3 separate regions of the Mus musculus genome follow, and all the other regions are linked to region 2. Evidence: chromatin contacts called from public ChIA-PET and promoter capture Hi-C data. All regions are on one chromosome and are shown on one strand. Each heading gives the region's core, a stretch centred on a gene start, on an enhancer-like site or on the middle of the called end of the contact. The rest is flanking DNA. Distances are from core to core; before and after follow the strand shown. Region 1 overlaps Baz2b (bromodomain adjacent to zinc finger domain, 2B). Region 2 holds the start of Cd302 (CD302 antigen). Region 3 overlaps Baz2b (bromodomain adjacent to zinc finger domain, 2B).

Evidence for each region. Promoter capture Hi-C pulls out the DNA fragments that hold promoters and counts their contacts. ChIA-PET counts read pairs in DNA pulled down with a chosen protein or histone mark.
Region 1: an RNA polymerase II ChIA-PET map of memory CD8 T cells shows a contact between it and region 2, with 20 read pairs. The contact joins the enhancer-like site here to the promoter of Cd302 in region 2. A contact is called at or near these places in 3 of 39 promoter capture datasets (liver, macrophages and pre-B cells), 3 of 115 datasets of contacts at active chromatin or transcription factors (embryonic stem cells, large pre-B cells and memory CD8 T cells) and 3 of 9 other capture datasets (adipose tissue, embryonic stem cells and liver).
Region 3: a contact with region 2 is called in a promoter capture Hi-C map of hematopoietic stem and progenitor cells, with 2.7 times the contacts expected there. The contact joins the enhancer-like site here to the promoter of Cd302 in region 2. A contact is called at or near these places in 4 of 39 promoter capture datasets (HPC-7-derived erythroid cells, hematopoietic stem and progenitor cells, hippocampal neurons and 1 more) and 3 of 9 other capture datasets (adipose tissue, liver and macrophages).

Annotation. Positions count from the first base shown.
Region 1 is chr2:60,017,977-60,020,735 of GRCm38.p6, reverse strand. All of the region lies in intron 2 of Baz2b (bromodomain adjacent to zinc finger domain, 2B), which reads left to right. Among named protein-coding and RNA genes, the nearest start is that of Gm13572, 18 kb to the left of the region's middle. Within about 2 kb of position 1,400, at least 140 of the 459 cell types and tissues checked have an H3K27ac peak or open chromatin away from gene starts, as enhancers often do. A contact at or near this core is called in adipose tissue, macrophages and memory CD8 T cells, where this site is marked.
Region 2 is chr2:60,283,046-60,285,745 of GRCm38.p6, reverse strand. Cd302 (CD302 antigen) reads left to right here and starts at 1,262. Exons shown (of 6, transcript NM_001290660.1): 1 at 1,262-1,686. The coding sequence starts at 1,626.
Region 3 is chr2:59,958,804-59,961,542 of GRCm38.p6, reverse strand. It overlaps Baz2b (bromodomain adjacent to zinc finger domain, 2B), which reads left to right. Exons shown (of 36, transcript NM_001001182.3): 10 at 1,438-1,722. Among named protein-coding and RNA genes, the nearest start is that of Gm13572, 77 kb to the left of the region's middle. Within about 2 kb of position 1,317, at least 24 of the 459 cell types and tissues checked have an H3K27ac peak or open chromatin away from gene starts, as enhancers often do. A contact at or near this core is called in hematopoietic stem and progenitor cells, where this site is marked.

The sequences.
Region 1 (2,759 bases), core at 151-2,650, 270 kb after region 2:
TGTTAATGTAGCTGTACTTATTCTGAAGCTGTTGGTTGCTGATTGTAAGATTAACAGGTGGTAATGGATTGACTTCTAAAAAGTATCAAGAACTGTGTGTGTGTGTGTGTGTGTGTGTGTGTGTGTGTGTGTGTGTCTGAACTGAGATTTTTGGCAAATTAAAAATAAGGACTGTAGTTATAAAAATAAAAGTTTGTTTTGTGAGTTTGAACTGAAAGTGTTGGTGTGGTGTTATTAAAAATGCTATAGTTACTTTTATTTACTCATTTTCCTTGTACAACGTGTGGCCATTCTAGCATAGACTTGAGAGAATACCAATTCCCCTGTCAGGATTTTACATCTTAATAATAACAGCAGCAGCAGATGTTACAGTAGATCTTGGCTACTTTTTTTTTTTTGCTATAATAAATTACCTTGACTAGAGTCACTTAAGAGAGAAAAGAGGGGCTGGAGAAATGGCTCAGCAGTTAAGAGCACAGACTGCTCTTCCAGAGGTCCTGAGTTCAATTCCCAGCAACCACATGGTGGCCCCCAATCATCTGTAATGGGATCTGATGCCCTCTTCTGGTGTGTCTGAAAACAGCTACAGTGTACTCATATAAATACAATACATAAATCTTAGAAGAAGAGAGAGAAAGGAGAAGGATCCATGGTGTGTGGGGAACCTAGGGGGAGGAGCTTGAAGCAGTGTGCTTGTAGTCAAGAAACAGAAAATAGCTCACTTCCTCTTTTCTACTCAAGTACAATATTAGTTTAAGATGCATAAATAAGAGTACACACACCTAAGATGTTCCCAAGAATATAAGACATGTACTGGCTACTTTTTGTGTCACCTTGACATAAACTAGAGACATCTGCAAGGAGGGAGCCTCAGTTGGAGGACAGTTGCCTCCGATAGATTGGCCTTCAGTTGAGAAAATGCGCCTACTAGAGTGCCTTGTGGGTAAGATTGTGCGAGTTCTGCCCCTTTGTTTTTTGTTTTGTTTTATTTGATTAATGGTTGATGTGTGTGGACCCATTCCACTTGGGGCTGTGCTACCCCTGGTCAGGTGGTCTTGTGTGGTCTAAGAAGCAGGCTGAGCAGTTCAGGGGGTGAATGCTAGAAGAAAGCAGTCCTCCAAGGCCTCTGCTTCAGTTCCTGCCTTGAGTTCCTGTTCTGACTCCCCTCAATGATAGACTGTGATCTAGATTTGTAAGGCAAAATAAACCCTTGACTCCCTGAGTTAGGTTTAGTCAGGATGTTCTATAGCATTACAAACCCAGCTCTACTCATATAAGGGTCCAGATTGTTAGACATATTTATCCAAGTTCATGATTGTAGTCAGATAAAACATGCCCAGTGCAGTGACGGTTGGGGAACTGACTTCTTCCTGTTTTCTGTTGTCACTGTACCGAGGATGTGGGCACAGAGACCTTCCTCTTGGGTAGTCAGATAAACGCTGAGTTTTGAGGGACAGTGAAGAATCTGACGTGTGGGTGTAAGGCAGGGGAGGGAACACAGGCCAATGCAATAGGGCTTAAGGTAAGGTTTTGGGAATGGAGTGAATGAGCTGGTAGGTGACTCCAGCTGTGGTCGTAGTCTGCTTGGAGAATACGCAGTTTTGAGAAGCTGAGGGCATAACTTAGTGAGTTCAGCGTGCACTTGGCCCTGGGCTCAGTGCCCTGCAGTGTGGAAAGGAAAATCACAAGAGCCCCAGCCCAAGAAGCTTGTGGTTCTTTCGTGACTATGGGGAGGAGTAAGGTTGTACCATCACAACGAGTCTGTACCAAAGATGAGGAGAAGAGGGGTGTGAGATGACCAGTCAGGCAAGAACAAAACTGGAGAGAGTGACGTGATACTGACAGCACCAGATGGCTGCAGTAGATGGAGAGAATTTGATTCATTTTGGTAAGGTTTGGTTGTGCTTAGATCAGACGCATCCACATTAGTAAACTTTAGTGTGTGAACGGATTCTGCCGCTATTTTTCGACTACTGTGGTATAAACTTTCCTGCGAAATAGTCTGCTTACCCTAAGGCTTAAACTAGAAAGTGTGACAAGGGAGAGATTTGACTACCTTACAGGTCTCATTTTAAAGTTTTATCTGTTTTGATTCACTCTTTTCAGCTATGGAGCTTAGCAATAAGTAAATGTGTAATATTCACAAAAAGAACTAAGAAAAAGGGTTTTTGCTCCATATTAATCCCTAGTATTTATGAAACTTCGGGAAAAGTTAAGAATCATACTCTGCCCTAAAAAGCAAAACAAGGAAAAACCAGTAGTTTAATTGAAGCTCTTACCTTACTGTCTAGGAAAAAGCAAAACAAAACAAAACAGATTATTTTTCTGGTTCTCTCCCCAAAGTAGTAGCTTTTCCTGAATGGTGAAGCTTGAATCCATTTGATGAAAGGTGTACATTTCATTGAAAATTCCTTATTTCTGTCTAGAGTTCAGCTTTTCTATGAATTTATTCAGCCTCAAGTTTTCTCGGGTTCTTGTATCATCAGGTTTATGTGTTTAGCGAAAAATGTAAATTCTGCAGCCATTCTGTCTATACCTTAAGATATCAGCTCTGTGTCCTCCAACCTCTCCATCCAAGACGATTACTGAGAAAGTTGGAACCTGCTATTCACCCATATGCCCTCAAGTCTTTGCTGATAAATGTGTATTCTCATTTTTTACTGATGTCTCTTCAAGTTTCTTAATACTATTGAATAATTCACTGAGTCTCTCTCTCTCTCTCTCTCTGTATGTGTGAGCGCGCACACACAAGTTCCATG
Region 2 (2,700 bases), core at 13-2,512:
CGAGCTCTGACTCTTACTATCTTTCTGACCTTTCTTCCTCAAAGATTCCTGAACCTTGAGGGGAGGGGTGCAATATGCAAATCCCACTTAGGGCCAAGCCCTCCATGGTTTCTTATTTTCTGGACATTGACTAGTGGAAGGTGTCTATTAATTGCCATTTACTGTGAGGAGACACTTTTCTGATGAAGGTTGAGAGATACGCTCATCTATGGGCAAAGCAGTAGGTCTCTAGGAATTACTTTAATACTATGGCCATTTAGCAGAATAATAGCATTGTGCTTCCCCTTAGGGACTGCAATCTATTTAGCCACAGGTTCTTGGCACAGTGCCAGGTATGGTACTGGCGGGACTTAGATCCAATCATAAAATGGTTGGTTACTTTTGTGACATTCATCCAACTACCACAGCAGTACCCATATCTTGTTGGGCCCCATCATTGCTGTACCTTACAAGGTTCATATCTGGATGAGATAGAGGTGTGTGCTGTATACACGAATGGAGGAGAAAGAAGTATTTCCTCCTACATCCGTGTGCACAGCAAGCACTTCCCGGAGCGAAGAAAGCTAAATGGGAGAGTTGAAGCTTCCAAGTTAGTGCCATCTTGACCACCTTACCTGACTCAGCGATGTGGTTTCTTCGGCCACAGGGGCTTACCAACAAGTTCTGAAGATAGCCAAGACTATTGGCACTGACCTGTAGTTCTTGGGGCTTTATGAGATTCCATTGGCAACAACTCAAGAAGAACCCGTTTTTGGTACTGGGGTTTTATTTGCTAGGTGGTATCTATCTTCTTTCCCTCTTGTAAGGTAACTCCATTAAAATTTTCCTCTCTCCCTCCCCCCTCCTTCTCTTCCCCTTTCCCTTCCCCTCTCCTCCCTCCCTCTCTTCCTCTTTCCTTCGCTTCCTTCTCCTGCCCCATAGAGGCTGTGTTAGCTGTCCCATCCCATATTCCTTCCTTTAACTTGTGCTTCTACCCCCATCCCAGTCAAACCTTCCTGTTCCGTTATTCTCCTTTACTTTCGATACAGTAACTAGTGGCAGAGATATATTTTCTAAGAGGCATAGTCCACCAGGAGGGAATTGTGAAAAGGGAGATTACGGTTGCTGACACCACCTTCATTAAATAACCAAAGTCCATCAATCTTTGTCCCTCTGTATGATTCTTGCCAAAAGGGCACAAACAATTCTACTAAGAAGAAACATCAGACGAACCCAAATGTGCTTGTTCCTGGATAGGGTCCTAGAACAGAGATAATTGTCAAATGCCACAAGTGCTATGGATTAGTCAACAGTGCTCCACCAATGCTCTGTCCTGGTTCCTATCCTTGCACTGATGTTATGTAAGATGCTAACATTTGGAGAAGCTGCCGCAAGGATTACGGGAAGTTCTATTTATTTTTGCAACATTTTAGAAAGTCTGAGATTACTTCAGTTCAAATGAGAAGTTTATCTTTAACGAAGAGAAGTTGGAGTCTGCGGTGTGTCCGCCGCTTGGGGATCTGAGCGTCCCAGCAGTGCGACCCTGGGCTCCACTCCCCCGCCTCGAGTGGGAGGCGTCGCAACTGAGCTGGGAGCTGCGCACCCGACAAGCACCGCCCCCGGCCCGCTCTCGGCGCCGCGCAGTCATGCCCCACGCAGCGCTGTCCTCGCTCGTGCTGCTGAGCCTCGCCACTGCCATCGTCGCCGGTAAGCTTCCCCTGCCGCGCCCCGGAGAGTGCAGAGTCCCCGCTCCCACCGATGGCCACGTGCCTCGTCCTCCGACCATCCCGCAACCATCTCTCAGGCTGGGTGGCTTCAGAGAGCCAGACCCGGGACAAAGGCCAAAGCAGAGGACCCCACTTCCACCGTGTCTGTATCCTCACCTCAGACCCCCCAAGACGGTTAGCTCGCTAGAGGGTAGAGGAACTGTAGAGCCCTTCAATGGGTGGCAGTAGGGAAGGGGTGAGGCCTGGGGGTGGAGGGAGGAAACAGGCCCTGTCCCATGGCTAGTGGGCAAGTTGTTAAAACAGGAAAAGAGTTCAGCCACATAACCCCTGCATCCAGAGGGAGGAGAAGCCAGGCTGGGATCTCACTACAAACACTGCGATTTAGAGAAACCTTTGGTCGGCTGATATACAGTGACATCTGAAAAATTAGACATAATTAGTCTTGCAAAATGGCACACACACACACACACACACACACACACACACCCCGAGGAACACAGACAATTCCACCGAGCATGTGTTTTTCTTTAAACAGGCTTTCCGGGGAGGCACGTCAAAATATGTTAATGGGGAAACCCTGGGGGAGATTTCCTTCCAAAAAACACTACCAATCCTACCAATCCTTTCCGAGAATGAAAGAGCAAAGTAAACAAGAACTAAGTGGACACTTGTGTGGGCTTCAGTAACAGGATTATGCAAGGGATTTTTTTTTTCCTCCACTGGATTTCACTGCATTTTAAATAAATTTCTGTGTGAAATCGGCTGACAGCGGGAGATATTTTAAAGGCCCTGGGTGTTGAAGACCTAGCACACTGAGTTGCTCTGAGCTTGCAAAGCTCTTTTCTTGGGTTCCTGTAGAGCAGCACGGATGACCAGTCGGGCTGTGTGCTGCCTCTCTGAGAGCAGAAGCAAGACGTACTTTAATTTTATCTAAGGCTGCACTAGAGCTTCCTCGAAGTCTGGACCACCTCTGAGTCCTCCTTAGGCTCCCCTC
Region 3 (2,739 bases), core at 68-2,567, 320 kb after region 2:
GAGACCAGCCTGCTCTACAGAGTGAGTTCCAGGACAGCCAGGGCTGGGCAGAGAAGCCCTGTCTGAGGTGGGGGGGGGGTGAGTGGGTGGATTATGCATTAATTTAGAATTTCACTCAATGTGTTTTGAGCATACCTTGCCCCTTTCTTGCTCCTCACCATGCCCCATCTCCTCCCGCAATGTCTTCTCCATTACCCTACCAAGGCCAGCTAGTGCTGCCCAGGTATTCTTGGGTGTGCTTTATTTTCTTCTGCTACCTATTAAAACATTACTACCTATCTTTAAAATGGAAAATTTTGCACCATGGTCATTTAAAAAACCAAAATCTTAAGTCCCTTTTGATTGCAGGATTTATTAAATGACATAGGGTCATCATCTTATGCCTTGACTTCATCTACTCTCTCTAGTGGTTTGGTTTGTTTTTTTATAAATAGAGATTGCTTTTAAATTCATAAAATGAAAGATAATTTAAAATATAAATACAGAAATGATACAAATATGTATGTATTAATGTTTGTATATGGATTTGTTGCTGTTCTGACAGGAATTTTTTAGTAACTAATGGGAATAGGAAAACAGTCCTTCTACAATTTAACATTCTAATATTGTACAATCCCGAAAGGCACTGTCTATCTGTATCAGGGCTTTTTAAAAGTAGCTTTCATCGAGCCCCAGTGCGGGCAATATACCAGACCAAACAGTGCCACCGAGATGCTGGCTGGGCACCTTTGTAGTACAGCCCTATGTTTACCCAGTGTTTAATCCACTCTTGTATGTCATATGTCTAGAGGAGTATGTGCTGACTAACATATGTATTAACTTCCCAGACTTCACAACCAGGGCAGACCTGCCTCCCTCAGCCTGTCTCTTGTCTTACCACAGTTATTCCTGTGAGCATAGTTTGTGAATCTCTCAAAACTTGATGAAGTCTTTACCTGAATTGAAAAACTACAGCTAAGAAAGCAAAGCACAAAACCAAAACTACTCCCTAGGGGGGAAACATTTTTTTTTTAACGCAGAATCACAGGTGGAAAGTTGACGGTAGTTCCAGGACAAGGGGCTGAGCAAGGAGCTACCACAGCGCTGGGGCCTGCCAGGGTCCCCTCTGTTACCCGCGGTTTCTCCATGGAGAGTAAAGTAATTCTGAAAACCTGAAGCAGAACTGCAGTATCAGTAGTACCAACCGTGTGGGGACTTTTCTATGATTTAAATGTTAAAACTGATGATTTGGAGAGAGATTTGAGGAACTGTAGTCTGCATACACTTTACTCCAATAGCTTGTAAGTTGGTAATTTTAATATTTGCACTTCCTCTTGGGAAATGGCTTCCTTGAGTCTTTGGTCACAAACGGTGGCTCTGAAATACTCTCCTAGGTGCGACCTGCCTGTGATTGGTTCTGACCTAGCTGTAACATGCAAGTGCTTCTTTACTTCCCAGAATCAGATAGTAATTCACAATCAGATTCAGAAGGCTCAGAAGACGACGAGGAGAAAGACCAGGAGGAATCAGATAGTGACACTGAAGGCGAGAAACCTGCCGTGAACCTGACCCAGACAAGCTCCTCTGCCAAAAGCCCTCCCTCCAGTCTCACAGCGCACTCAGCACCTCACCTCCACATAGGAAGCCCCCCAGGCTCTGCTCCTGCTGCCCTGTGCTCTGAGTCCCAGCCTCCTGCTTTTCTTGGCACTTCTTCTTCCACACTCACTTCAACTCCACACTCTGGTATCTACAGTTTATTTTTATCGATGTAACGTAACAGTCAGACTGCAGCAAGGATTGCTATTTGCACAGGTTTCTGGAGACAGTCTCGTTGTAATCATATACTGTGTCTAGATTTTAACCCCTGAGCCATCTCTCCAGCCCCCAAATTATTTATTTATTTCTAAGGGCTTTAGTGTTTTGCCCCTGGAACCAGAGTCACAGACAGTTGTTAAGCTGTCATGTGAGTGCTGAGAATTGAACCCAGGTCCTTTGGAAGAGCAGCCAGTGCTCTTAACCAACATCTAGATTTTAAATTGGCTAAGAAATGTGTATTTTAGAAGATTTAATCCATTGCCCGATATTTTAGATTTTTCCCCGTGATTTCTATTTTAAGATTATAATTAATAATCCCTCTTGATTTTTGAGTCCTTACGTTTTTAATGTTCATCCTTTAGTTTAGAATTTGATTTTTTTTTTGTGCTTTAGATGAAATTACTTGGACAACTAAATGCCCACATGCTCACTGTATAATCTAAATCATTTTTTGGAGTGAATGGCATTCTTAGTCAATAGCATATGATCTCTTTGTCTCTTTGATTTATTTAAAATTTGTAGGCATTTTCATTAAAAAGTTCCATTTAACAATCCAATATTGATACTCTGTATTCTCACTAAATAACTAAGAAAGCATGAGTTTATTTTGCTACTGTTTTGCTCAGTTTACTCTGATTGACATCTTCTAATCTTTGCTTTTATTTTCAATAATCAAGCATGATGTACTACTCATTTAATAAATGTTGGTATTTGTGAAGCCTATATTTTGCCTTTAAAATGTACATATAACCACAATCCTCTCCTGTGCGGTTTTAATTAATTAATTAGTTAATTAATTAAAGGCCTGGTACTGTTTTGGTCTATGGATATATATGCACATAGAAATTAAATTGTCTTTAACTATTTGAGCCAACCTTTAACATTTGTAGCAGCTATCTGAAAAGCCATAGGCTTCCAAATAAGACAGTGAATGGGATTTTGAAA